Linked DNA regions of Macaca mulatta: region 2 is linked to region 1. A link is a contact called in public Hi-C data. All regions are on one chromosome and are shown on one strand. Each heading gives the region's core, a stretch centred on a gene start, on an enhancer-like site or on the middle of the called end of the contact. The rest is flanking DNA. Distances are from core to core; before and after follow the strand shown.

Region 1 (6,577 bases), core at 2,126-4,625:
CACTGAGAGCCGGGCGTCAACTTACCATGAATGAGCGTAGGCTCTTAGAGAGGACTTCTGAAAAAATGACTGTCATAATTGTGTGCAATTCTCAAACAAACAGACAAAAACCTCCAAGCTCACTACCTCTCAAGTTGGAGTTCCAATAATGGATTCCTCATTTGGTGGCAGATGCCACTGCCCTGGCGCCTGCCACAGCCCTGGGCAGTTCTCTCTCCTGAGGGCCTGTCTCCTGGCTGGGCTGTTTCCTGAGCTTTTTACACTAGCCAGGTGCCAAATGCTAAGACTGAGGCTGACAGACTGATGCTGATCTGTCATTAGTAACCCAGCCCTCCCTCTGTGGGAGAGCAATGGGAAGATAGGGTACACATAGTCTTCGAGGGAGCTCACAGTATGATGGTGGGAACTCTGTTCAGTTTTGCACCTGTAGATGCTAACTAAAAATTAATTCACTCTAATCATTGTGACTATAATAGGACAATAATCTGATTCTCTTAAATACCTGAGTGGCTCGTCTTTCATGGAGAAGCAAAATAAAGGCATACTGGTCTTTCAAAATCTTGCTTTCAAGGTAATGCTCTCACTATGAGCTACAAGAGGAACTTTTGTGAAACTGACAAAGCAGGCTGAGGCATCCAGATATAATCTGTAAATTTCACTTATGATATGTAATTGCACACCTTCTGCAGAAGTGCAGAGGGCACAGTGACAAGGTTGAATGATGCTGCTCACCACATGGGCACAGCCTGGTGTCCCCAACATAGTGGAAATGATAAAAGGTTAAGAAAAGCCTCATTTTACCAAACGTGACTTTGGCACAACAGAAAAGGAGGCCGGCAAGTGGGAACAGGTCATCAGAACTACAGACTTTGATCCAGCCTTAGATGTCTGCCAGAAAAATGAGGAGTACAATGTGGGTATCGACATCTCAACCAGTGACAGGGGCTCAGAAGCTACTGAGCCATCTTTGCCATCACCTGTGTTGCTCCTGGACCTCCTGCCAAGAACTGACCTGGACATCAGAGTCTTTCGCCTCTTTCTGAGACAATGCATGATAGATCACACCTAGAGGATTAAAAACAAGAAATGATCAATTCTTGTTGGGTATGGCTGTAAGACCCAAGACTTCTCTAACTATGAAAATAATTACACCGCTGGATGCATGGCTCACACCTGTAGTCCTAGCACTTTGGGAGGCCAAGGCGGGTGGATCACCCAAGGTCAGGAGTTCGAGACCAGCTTGGCCAACGTGGTGAAACCCCGTCTCTACTAAAAATACAAAAATTAGCCGGAGGTGGTGGCTCACACCTGTATTCCCAGCTACATGGGAGACTGAGGCAAAAGAATCGCTGGAACCTGGGAGGTGGAGGCTGCAATGAGCCGAGATCGTGCCATTGCACTCTAGCCTGGGTGACAGAGACTCTGTCTCCAAAAAAAAAAAGTAAAAGAACTACACTTATAACATATGCTTATTCATATTCAGAGATAGGAGATCAGGTTGGTAAGAAGAGCAAGCTTTCTTGGATGCCTCTTATCCCACCCTCTGGCCACATCTATGCTAGAAGTTTCAAGCTCATGGTTTAAAAAGAGTGCTTCTCAAAATTTAACGTGTGGAAAAATCTCTGGGATCTTATTAAAATGCAGATTATTGGTCTCCTACCCTAGATCCTGAGTGTCTAACATATTCCCAGATGCTACTGCAGGTCAGGGGATCACATTTTGAGTTGCACTGGTTTAAAGTATCCCAAGTTAGAAGCCCGAGCCCTTGCTAACGAGGTAACTCATTTAAAAGTTATATGATATAGCTGTCTAGGATGTAGATGGTTAGAAATAGGTTTTGTTAACTGTAAGATGTTTAAAAAGATTCTTCACATTTTAATATGAAATTATAATGTATCATATAATCAAGGGTGTCCTGAACTGATGAAATACAACAGTTCTTCCTTTAAACTCAAAATATACATCAGTCAATAAAGTTTCAACCTCTAAAACAAATTCCACACTTCTGTTTCTTAATTTATTGAAAGAAGAAAACCATGGCACTGGAGACACAGTACAGGTGTGAATGGAGTAAGAATGGGACTACTAAGGCCTGGTTTATGAGCTAAATAGCTAGAAAATGTAATTTACACTATACTCTGTAAATTTAATTCCAGCTCTCTTGTACTTCCCTGAGAATGTCTGATGCAAGGTGGTTACAAGTTTTTTTTCGTTCTTGTTTGTTTTGATATTGGGTCTTTCTCTGTTGCCCAGGCTGGAGTGCAGTGGCACAATCATAGCTCACTGCAACTTCGACCTCCTGGTTTCAAGTGATCCTCCCACCTCAGTCTCCTGAGTAGCTGGGACCACAGGTGTGTGCCACCACACCTGGCTTTTTTTTTTTTTTCTTTCCAGGTTTTGTAGAGATGGGGTCTCACTATGTTGCTGCCCAAGCTGGTCTTCAACTCTTGACCTCAAGTGATCTCCCTGCCTCAGCCTCCCAAAGGACTATAGTCGTGTCCCACCACACCCAGCCAGGTATGTTTGATCAAGCAAACCAATGTGGCTGCAAGTTTTATATACAGCATCTAGTTCTCCCTCAAGCGGAAGTTGGGGATTATAAACTGTAGAGAGCAACTTGAGGGGCCTGATAACTTTGCTTCACCTGTTACAGGTGCTTAGTAACAGACTTGGAAGTCTTTCTGCAACAATACACATCTAACAATTACTGAACACTCATTACTCGCCAGAAACCTCATTAAAAGGTAGACATATTTTTTCCCATCACACTTGTGCCCATGAGCAAATTGAAGCTCCGACATGCTGAGACAATCTACTTGATCATATAGGTACAAAGTGGCAGAGGTGAAAAATCAAAATTCTGATCGAAGGCCCAGTCTTAACGGTGACTACACGTCCCTCCTTGGCACATGTCTTCTACCCCTAAGTCCCAAAGCTCTGGGTTAGTGATATCATTCCCCAGCAGCTCTCGGCGCGTTGCATCAGATAAGAGTGTGAAACCAGCTCGCAGAAAGGAGCAGGGTCTTGACTGCGGTCACCCCGGGAGGTAGTGGCCAAGTTGGGCCAAGGCCTGGAACCCTCCTCTAGCATCGCACACCACTGAGCAGCCCCCGGGAGAACCTGACTCCAGCCCTGACATCCCTCCCTAGCTCAGAGGTCGAGCCAGGCTAACCCGTGTTCCAGCCCTCAGTTTTTATGTAGGGTGGGCCCATTCCTGTAGCGGTTCTTTAGAACTCCGCAGCGACAGGCAGCCCGGACCCATTTCACCCACCAGCACCAGGACCCCGACCCTTAACATCCCCAACCCTCTCTAACTTCCCGGCCCCGCTTACTCTTCATTCTCGGACCGCTTCCGGCGCGCTCTGATGACGCACTGGCAGTTGCTGTCGCAGACTCTCGGATATCAGAGATGGCGCTGTGCGTGACATCACCGACACTCGCCCACCTCGGGGGCGCATGCGCTTGGATAGGGATTGGGCGACTGAGAGCGTCTTAGCGGGTGTCGGGGAGCAGTGGGGAGGCGTGAGTCGCTTCTTGGGGCCTTTTCCGCTTGCATCTTTTTGCGGGACAGTCAGTAGGGTTGGGGTAAAGGCATGTGGAATGCTTTTGAAGGTCCAGAGCGGAGTGAGGCGAGGCGACTTGGAGAGGACTGGAAGGTTGGGGACTTGGGAGGGCGGAAATGGGACTGGGACGGTGGGATGACGTCTTTGTCGTCCCTAATCAGCGCTCTTACGGATGAGCCGCGGCAGCTTCCGCTGTGGGCACGGGCACCGAAGCTGGGACAGCAGGCTTAGGTTCTAGTGCCGTGTCTGCTGCTGACTAGCTGTTTAACCTCGCTTAGGGCACTTCCCATCTCTTAAGCCTCACTTGCAGTCTGTGCTGTGAATGGGGTCGGCCGCACAGGTGATGATGCGCCTCCTGGGTCCCTTTGATGGTTTCAAGACGCTTTCTTGAGACTCAGAATATTAGTTTTTATCAATAAAAAAATCATAGCAATAAGATCAAAGGTGGCTCACACCGTGGGAGGCGCAGGCGGGAGGAGCTCTTGAACCCAGGAGTTCGAGACCAGCCTGGGCAACATCGGGAGTCCCCCATCTCTACAAAACATTTAAAAAAAGGTTATCCAGGCGTGGTGGCTCGTGCCTGTAGTCCCAACTACTCGGGTATCTGAGATGGGAGGATCACTTGAGCCCAAGAAGTTCAGGGCTACAGTGAGCCTGGATCATGCCACTCCAGCCTGGGCAACAGAGTGAGACCCTGTCTCCAATAAATAAATAAATAAATAAATAAATAAATAAATAAATAAATAAATAAAAAAGATACCCCATTGCTCAGTGGAAAGGTGCAGGAGGGCCTGGTGCAGACTTCTCAGGAGTGACCCAGTGCTGGGCAGAACCGTGGTACCCCAATTTCTGCTGAGCACTGGGCCTGTGCTGGGTGGGAGAGAAAAGCAAAATGGTCCCTGTGTGGTTCTCAACTTTGAGTACAGTATACATTTCTTTACAGGGGATTCTGGGAGTATGTCCAAGGGTTTGAGTTTGAGAAACATTGGCTTACAGTTTCTTTGGTGGTTACCTTGTACCATTTTGATTTTAAACATGAGACTGCAGGCACTGAAATTCGTTCATCCCAGTGACCCCCAGCGCATTGACTTTATATATATAAAATTTACATATTAGTTTTTGAATATGTAATACACTTATGCATTTATTTTATATGTATAAAATTGAGAAATACAACATTTAAACCAAAACATGCTGCCTTTGCAGATGTCTGAAAATTGTAATTTGTGGGACCGATAACGTGAACTACCAAATGAGAACTTTTATTATTTTAAAAATTAACAAGTAAGAATTGTATGTATTTATGGTATGCAGTATGTTTTGAAATGTGTATACATTGTGTAGTGGCTAAATGAGCTAAGAGCAATGCTAATACACATTTTGTGATGATAACACTTCAAACCTACTCTCAGTGAAATTCAGGTTATTAACTGTAATTCACTGTTATTAACTGTAGTCACCATGTTTTACAATAGAGCCCTTCACAGATGTGAACTTTAAAATCGAATGAGACAGCAGAAGGTGTTAGCCAATTTCAGAGCTGTATATTCAAGGGGGGGCTTTTTGGGCAAGACCTCTGTGATTATGGATGAATGAGAAGACCTCTGTCTTTGAAAGTTTTTTTCTGGGGTTATTAGGACTCTTAACTTCCAGTTGATTCCTTCTGAGATCCCTGGGTAACTGCCAGTCTCCCCTAGAATTCCCTGATGATGGTGAGGTGGGTTGTCCTTGAGTGGCAATTACTCCATAGTTCCTTCATCACTAAATTTTTTTTTTTGAGACCGAGTCTTGCTCTCATCCAGGCTGGAGTGCAATGGCATGATCTCGGCTCACTGCAACCTCCGCCTCCTGGGTTGAAGTGATTCTCGTGCCTCAGCCTCCTGAGTAGCTGGGATTACAGGCACATGCCACCATGCCAAGCTAATTTTTGTATTTTAAGTAGAGACGAGGTTTTACCATGTTGGTCAGGTTGGTCTCGAACTCCTGACCTCATGATCTACCTGCCTTGGCCTCCCAAAGTGCTGGGATTACAGGGGTGAGCCACCGCGCCCGGCTTAAATATTTTTTAAAAAGCAAACAAACCACTTGATTATTCTCAGAAAATAATTGTTTATGTATGTAGAGAGATACTTGTGAGGATGTTTGTGATTGCTGGTTATACCAGCAAAAATTTAAAAACAATGCTATATTTGATCATAGTGGATCAAGCAAATTAACCGTGTGCTAGTAACTAATTAGGTAATTAGGTATGCTAATTGATGCATTATTAAATGCATTAATTTACCTGATTAGTTAGTACACATTTAATTTGCTTGATCCACGGATCAAATACAGGCTCACAATCACAGGATAAACTTTCATTTCAAATTTCTTGGTATCATACCTGGAGATTCGTTTTTAGCAGGTGGGTCTCAATAATCTTTTTATAAGGTGGGTCCCAATAATCTGTTTTTTTATTATAAAGTGTTCCTAGGTGTGGTACATTTGTTACAGTAGATAGGTAGTCAGGTATGAGCAGGGCAGAAGGCTCCCTGCTACACACACCAGGAATGGTGGGCCACCGTCAGGTGATGGTCAGGTGGTTGTTAACTGTTTCTCTAAAGTAATTGGCCACAGCTGGCTCTAGGGAAAAGGCAGGCTCCTAACAGATAGAAAACACCTGAAACTGATCAGCAGCTTCCCTGTAAGATCTCAGGAGTGGGGAGAAGTAATGCAAGATCCTGGAAGTAGATCCTGGAAGCAGGCCAACGTACAAAACCCCAAGTCAAGAGGTCAGGCTATGTAATCCCAGCACTTTGGGAGGCTGAGGTGGGTGGATCATGAGGTCAGGAAATCGAGACCATCCTGGCTAACACGGTGAAACCCTGTCTCTACTAAAAATACAAAAAAAAAAAAATACAAAATACAAAAAAATTAGTTGGGCATGGTGGCAGGCGCCTGTAGTCGCAGCTACACAGGAGGCTGAGGCAGGAGAATGGTGAGTGAGCCGAGATCGCACCACTGCACTCCAGACT
Region 2 (6,577 bases), core at 1,466-3,965, 110 kb before region 1:
GTTCAAAAGATTCTCCTGCCTCAGCCTCCTGAGTAGGCAGGATTACAGGCATGTGCCTCCATGGCCAGCTAATTTTTTAATTTTTAATAGAGATGGGGTTTTGCCATGTTGGCCTGGCTGGTCTCAAAGTCCTGACCTCAGGTGATCTGCTGGCCTTGGCCTCCCAAATTGCTAGGAGAACCTTTCAGCAGTCGTGAAGTCATGAGGGCTTTGCCCTCATGCATGGATTAATGCTGTGATCACAGAAGTGGGCTCTTGATAAAGGGATTAGGGCAGCCCTCTTCCCTCTCTCATGCTCCCTCTTTATGTGATACCTTCTGCCATCTTATCATGTAACAAGAAGGCCCACACCAGATGTGTCCGCTGGATCTTGGAACTTCCAGCCTCCAGAACTATGAGCCAAATAAATATATTCTCTTTAAAAATTACTCAGTCAGTGGCATTCTGTTATAGCAGCAGAAAACAGATTAAGACAGCTGGTATTAAGGTTTGAATTGTATAAAGATGTGTTGAAGTCCTAACCCCATCACTGGGAACGTGACCTTATTTGGAAATAGGGTCTTTGCAGATGTAATCAAGTTAAAATGAAGTTATTAGGGAGGGCTCTTAATCCAATATGACTATTAGAAGAGAGAAGTTTGGGCTGGGTGCAGTAGCTCACGCCTATAATCCCAACACTTTGGGAGGCTAAGGTGGGCGGATCACCTGAGGTCAGGAGTTCGAGACCAGCCTTACCAACATGGTGAAACCCTGTCTCTACTGAAAACATAAAAATTAGCTAGGCATGGTGGTGCACACCTGTAATCCCAGCTATTCGGGTGACTAAGGCATGAGAATCACTTGAACCCGGGAGGTGGGGGTTGCAGTGAGCTGAGATTACACCACTATACTCCAGCCTAGGCAACAGAGGAGACTCCTGTCTCAGAATAACAACCAAAAGAAACAACAAAAGAAGCTACAGGGTTTTTGGGTGTGGCCCACATGGTGGATCATCCAGCCCTGGTCTAGGTAGGTGGCTTTAACCTGAAGGAGCCATGGAATTTTTAGGAGCTGGTGTACTCAGCCTTGGGAGAAAGTGAGGGCATAGAACGCTGGCCTCAGGGGCCCCGTCTGAGTTTTGACTCTGGCTGGCTGTGTGAACACCACCTAGCACCCTAGGGCATCACTGGGCCCATCGGCAAGACAGTGTTTTGTCAAGGTGGGGATAGAACTGGATTTCCCACTACCTTGGGCCCACGAGGCTCATATTTGGGACTTTGGAGAAGCCGCTCATTTTCACATTCTGTAATGTAAACAAGAATAATCTAGATTCATACATATTACCTCCTTTTATGTTCAGAACAATCCTATAGGATAAGCACTACTCTTGTTGCCATTTCCCAGATGAGGAAACTGAGGCACGGAGACGTGGAAGAACTTTCCCTCGGTCACTGTAAGCAGCCTAAAGCATCGCTGTGTGCTGGGCCAGTGTCATTTCTGCGCCATCATGGTCACCCCACTGCACGCCTTGCTTACTGTGCAGGAGGCCCCAGCTGCCTTTAGGAGCATGAGGCACCGTGTGCTCCATCTCTGGGGTTCAGAGTGTGCGGTCATGTTATGCCTGTATTCGTATCAGAATGAGGCCCAGGAGGCTGATGGGTTGCAGACTTGCATGCAATGGCGCGATCTCGGCGCACTGCAACCTCCATCTCCCGGGTCCAAGCGATTCTCCTGCCTCAACCTCCCGAGTAGCTGGGACTACAGGCGTGCACCACCATGTCTGGCTCATTTTTCCATGTTTAGTGCAGATGGGGTTTCACCATGTTGCCCAGGCTGGTCTCAAAGTCCTGGCCTCAGGTGATCTGCCCGCCTCGGCCTCCCAAAGTGCTGTGATTACAGGTGTGAGCCACCGCGCTCGGCTGCATGAACTTCTTACATGCGTGCCTTCTCTGGAGGGCCTGGACTTTGAAGCTTCTTTCACTCCCAGCATCTTTCGCTGCTCGGGCCCTCTCCCCACTATCTCTGGGGGAGGAGTCTGCAGGCCAGTTCTGCAATGTGCCGCCAGAGGGAGCTGCCTGCAGAGAAACGGGAGCGCCGCACTCAGGTCCCAGGAAGGCAGCAGGCTGAGTTCCCCTGGCCTCAGTTCACTTTCCTTCTTGAAGGTCACCCAAACTCAAGCAAAAGCTCTGATTCAGGAATAAATGGCGTTGTTTTACCCCAGCCAAGGCCTGGGGAAGCTTGCTATTAACAGCCTTTGTTCCATTCTTTTAAGAATGGAAAAGGGTCCGTCCTCTGGGTGCCCACAGCACCCTGGAAAGCAGGCAGAGTGCTGGTCACAGACAGAGGCTTTGAGCTACCGAGACCCCGGCTGGAGTCTGGGCCCTGAAATTTTCTAACCAGGGTGGCCTTGGGCAGAGCAGCCTGTGTTTAGAGCTTCCCGTCTGTAATACAGCAATGACAACCATGCCTGCTTTGCAGGGTTCCTGTTAGGATTAATTCTCTATAGAGAGCCCCCCAGAAGCCGCTTTTGGATTTGAGATGTTTCAAGACCAGACCTTGCATGACAAGAGTGGGGACAGCTTTCCATAGGTCTCAATACAGTAGTATTCCTGGGCAGTTCTGCAACCCCAGCCTCATGCCCTTTGCACCTTCCTAAGAGGCTGCCTAGCCTCAGCTTTGGCCCCCATCCAAGAATCCTAGGAGCAAAGGCAGTTCTTTTCCTTTTTTCTTTTTTTAAGAGACGGTCTCACTCTGTCTCCCAGACTGGAGTGCAGGGGTGCAATCATGGTTCACTGCAGCCTCGAACTCCCGGGCTCAAGCAATCCTCCTGCTTCAGCTTCCCAAAATGCTGAGATCACAGGTATGAGTCACCCACCCGGCCTAACTTTTATTATTATTTGTAGAGATGGGATGTCACTGTGTTGCCCACGCTCGGACTGCTGGGCTCAAGCAATCCTCCCTCCTCAGCCTCACTGGCAGCTGGAATTACGGTCCCGCCTAGCCTGCTTCTCCTTGTGCAACCCCCAGACCCAGAGGCTCCAGAGCAGCTCTGGAACAGCGGAAATCTGGCTTCGGCCCACACATTCACCAAATATTGACACAGCACCCTTGACCTCCAGATGCCCCTGAGCTCTCTTCCGCGCCCAGACTGCGGGGAGGAAGGGGTCCTCCAGGCCAAAGGGAGGGAGGTCTCCGGGAGGTCCCCGCGGTCCTGGAGGCAGGTGCGCGGGGCCCGGATCTGATCGTGCGTGCGCAAGGGAGAAGGGCAGGGCTGGGCCTGCGGGAGCGCGGCCTTGCAGTCCCCGGGACTCCTCTCCGGGCGCCTCGTCTCGGTGCTTCACCCGTAACCCAAGCCAGGGCCCCGGTGTCAGCGGCGGGGTGGGCCGGGACCGGGGAGGGGGTGCCCAGCCGCGACCCCTGGGTCCCCCTAAGGCCGTGCGCAACTCGTAGCCAGAAGCCGGCCCGGCGCGTGGCTTCCCGGAAGGCCCGGCGCAGCCGGAAGGCGGGAGGCAGGGCGGGGCCAGCGCCGGGGCCGCCACCAAGGCCTGCGCGACCCTCCGCGGGGCCGGGGCCGGGGCCGGGGAGCCGGGCGGGGAGCCGGGGGCCAACCAGGCCCGGTCCGCAGCCGCCTCTGATCGCCGAGCGCGCCCCGCAGGCCTCGGCTCCCCCAGGTAAAGGTGCGCCCGGAGCCGGGGCGGGGCGCCTTCCAGGCCGCGCCCCGCGAGGGGAGGGGGCACCCCAAGAACAGGCCTGGAGGCCCGGGAGCGTCTAGGGGTCGCGGGGGGGGTCCCCGCCCTGCCAGGAGCCCGGCCCTCCCAGTGCCGGGATGGACACTGTTATTGTAGTCATTGTCCCTATGGAGAAACTGAGGCATGGAGAGGCTGAAGTGACACAAGTAAGCAGCAGAGCTGGGACTAGAGTCCCAGGCCCTGGCTTGGTGTCACCCAGTAGTGGCGTAGGCGTGGGTGTGGTGGGTGGGGGTGGGGTGCGAGTGGTGGACGTGGTGGGAGTGGGTGAGGTTGGGTGGGGTGGTGGGTGGAGTGGGGGATGTGGGTTTGGCGGGGGTGGGGTGGAGGATGTGATGGGTGGGGGGCGGAGAAGGCGGGGGTGGGGTGCAGAATGTGATGGGTAGCCGTGGGGTAGAGAGGTGGTGGCTGGTGGGGCAGGGGCGGGGCTGGGGGTGGGGTACTAGGTATTATAAATATGAAGTGGATCCTGACAGGACACCTGTGGGGCAGCAGAGCTGGCTGAGCCATATGGGAAGAAGATCTGGGCGCTAGTTTAGATTTGGTCAGGAAGGGCCATTAATGATTTAGGAGGTGAGATTAGTTTTGGGGGTGACAGGTAGTTTGTTGAGTTTGTCTGTTTGTGACAGTCTTGCTCTGTTGTCCAGGCTGGAGTGCAATGGCGCGATCTCGGTTCACGGCAACCTCCACCTCCCGGGTTTAAACGATTCTCCTGCCTCAGCCTCTCGAGTAACTGGGATTACAGACACCCGCCCCCACACCCGGCTAATTTCTTTTTTTTTTTGAGACAGAGTCTCGCTCTGTTACCCAGGCTGGAGTGCAGTGGCGCCATCTCAGCTCACTGCAACTTCCACCTCCCTCGTTCAAGCAATTCCCCTGCCTCTGAGCCTCCTGAGTAGCTGGGATTACAGGCGACACCACCATGCCTGGCTATTTTTTTTTTTTTTTTTTTAGTAGAGACGGGGTTTCACCATCTTGGCCGGGCTAGTCTCAAACTCCTGACCTTGTGATCCACCTGCCTCGGCCTTCTACAGTGCTGGGATTACAGACGTGAGCCACCGCGCCTGACCAATTTTTGTATTTTTTAGTAGAGTTGGGGTTTCACCATCTTGAAATAGCACCTGTAGTTCCAGCTACTCAGGAGGCCCAGGCTGAAGAATTGCTTGAGGCCAGTTCCCGACCAGCCTAGGCAACATAGGGAGACTGCGTTTCTAGGGAGAAAAAAAAATGCAGGAAGGAAGGGGGGAGGGAAAGATGGAAAGAAAGAGAACGAAAGAGAGAGAAAGAGAAAGGAAAAGAAGGAAAGAAAAGAAAAGGAAAGAAAGAAAGGAAAGGAAAGAGAGAGAGAAAGAGAAAGAAAGAAATAGGGATACTTGGAGAAGCTTTGAAGTGACCTGTTTATGGATCAAGTAGGTAGGTAAGGTGCATGCTGCCAGGAGGGGCTGGGGTAGAGAGGGCAGGGCCCTGCTGTATGGGGGTGGGCAGCGGATGGCCCCTGCTCAGCCCTGGCCTCCATTGCTACACAGAATGGCAGGTCCAATGTGATCTGGTCTTCTGGTTTTTCAGGAGAAATCAGGAATCAGAGGTGCACGCAAAATCTCCTGATTTTAAAATATTGGCAACTAATTTGTTTTTAAAAAACAACTATGAGCTAATCTAAAAATGTTTGCTAGTGGGATCCACCTACTGCCTTTGCGCTGGGGTATGGAGAGGTGGGAGGTCAATGTTGACAAGAGCCAGACCTAATTTTTTGTTAAAGAACAGGGTACTTGGAGTAGAGAGAGTCTTCCTCTCCCTCATCTCTTACAATCTGGTCCAAACTCAGAAAGCTAGGCTGCTGTCGGTGGGATGGGCTTGTCTCCATCTTTCTGTACCTCTCAGAGCAGCCTGGGCACCTGCAAGAAAGCGGGGCTTCAAGTTGTCATTTGCCTTCCCTGTGGCTGGCAGATGGGCTTCCTGTGATCAGGGCCTGGTATGTGGGCAAATCTGAGTGTGAAATAGGTGTGATACAGTGGAGAGGGGGGAGCCACACTCCCACCCCCTGAGGTCTGTCCCCATCCTCCCTCCTCACCCACTTCCCTGTCATTTACAGACAAAGACAGTCTTGCGGTGGGAGAAGGAGCAGGGTGGGCTTCCCTCTCAATCTGGCGAGCCTGGAGAATTCAGGAAGCTGAGCTTTTTAGCAAGGGCTCAGGAGGTGGAGTTACTAACCTTTCTTCCTCAACAAGAGCCTGTTAATGCTCTAACTTCTGAAATGATGATTGCAAATAAATTAAACCTTGGATGGAGTCAGCCACAACGTCTCTACCCATGGTGCAGAGCTATTACAACGCAGTGACTTCCTCCACCTGCCCTCACACACGCAGTGATAGCTGCTGGCCCTCCCATTCTGCAGAGCCCTGGGCTTGTGTCTCAGTGAAACCTGCCTCATTGTCTGAGATGTCACGGAAGTTCTTGGTCTCACGGCCAAGGAAATCAAGGACGCAGACACTCCAGAGGGTAGGTTAGAGGAGAAGTTTAATAAACGAAATAAAGAAAGCTCTCTGGATCAGAGAGGGGTCCCAGAAAGATGGGCTGCCATTTTACAGTGAAATGCAAGGGTTTTTATAGACAAGCTGGTGGGAGGGGTGCTTCATTTACATAAGGTGTGAATTTCTGAGTCCTCCACCCCACCCTTTCTAGTGCACATGCCGGCTTCTTAGCCTGAGTTACTACTACTCCATGTTGCTTATTTCTTTACTGTGCATGTATGAAAAAAGGTTGGGGGGCGGGGGGGTAGAACACTCCAAGATGGACATGCCTGGTCCAGGGTAGCTCTTCTTATCCGTGCCATGCAAGCCTCTGTGTCTGAG

Evidence for each region. Hi-C and Micro-C count contacts between places; a contact is called where the count stands out from the background.
Region 2: a Hi-C map of cortical neurons shows a contact between it and region 1, with 5 times the contacts expected there. The contact joins the promoter of C19H19orf12 here to the promoter of POP4 in region 1. A contact is called at or near these places in 9 of 14 Hi-C or Micro-C datasets (CD4 T cells, blood, cortical neurons and 5 more).

The regions. Positions count from the first base shown.
Region 1 is chr19:40,877,864-40,884,440 of T2T-MMU8v2.0, reverse strand. It overlaps POP4 (POP4 homolog, ribonuclease P/MRP subunit), which reads right to left and starts at 3,375. Exons shown (of 6, transcript XM_077978031.1): 1 at 3,333-3,375.
Region 2 is chr19:40,987,644-40,994,220 of T2T-MMU8v2.0, reverse strand. C19H19orf12 (chromosome 19 C19orf12 homolog) reads left to right here and starts at 2,715. Exons shown (of 3, transcript XM_077978046.1): 1 at 2,715-2,839. It overlaps LOC144337085, which reads right to left. Exons shown (of 4, transcript XM_077979908.1): 3 at 1,324-3,729. The coding sequence ends at 2,949.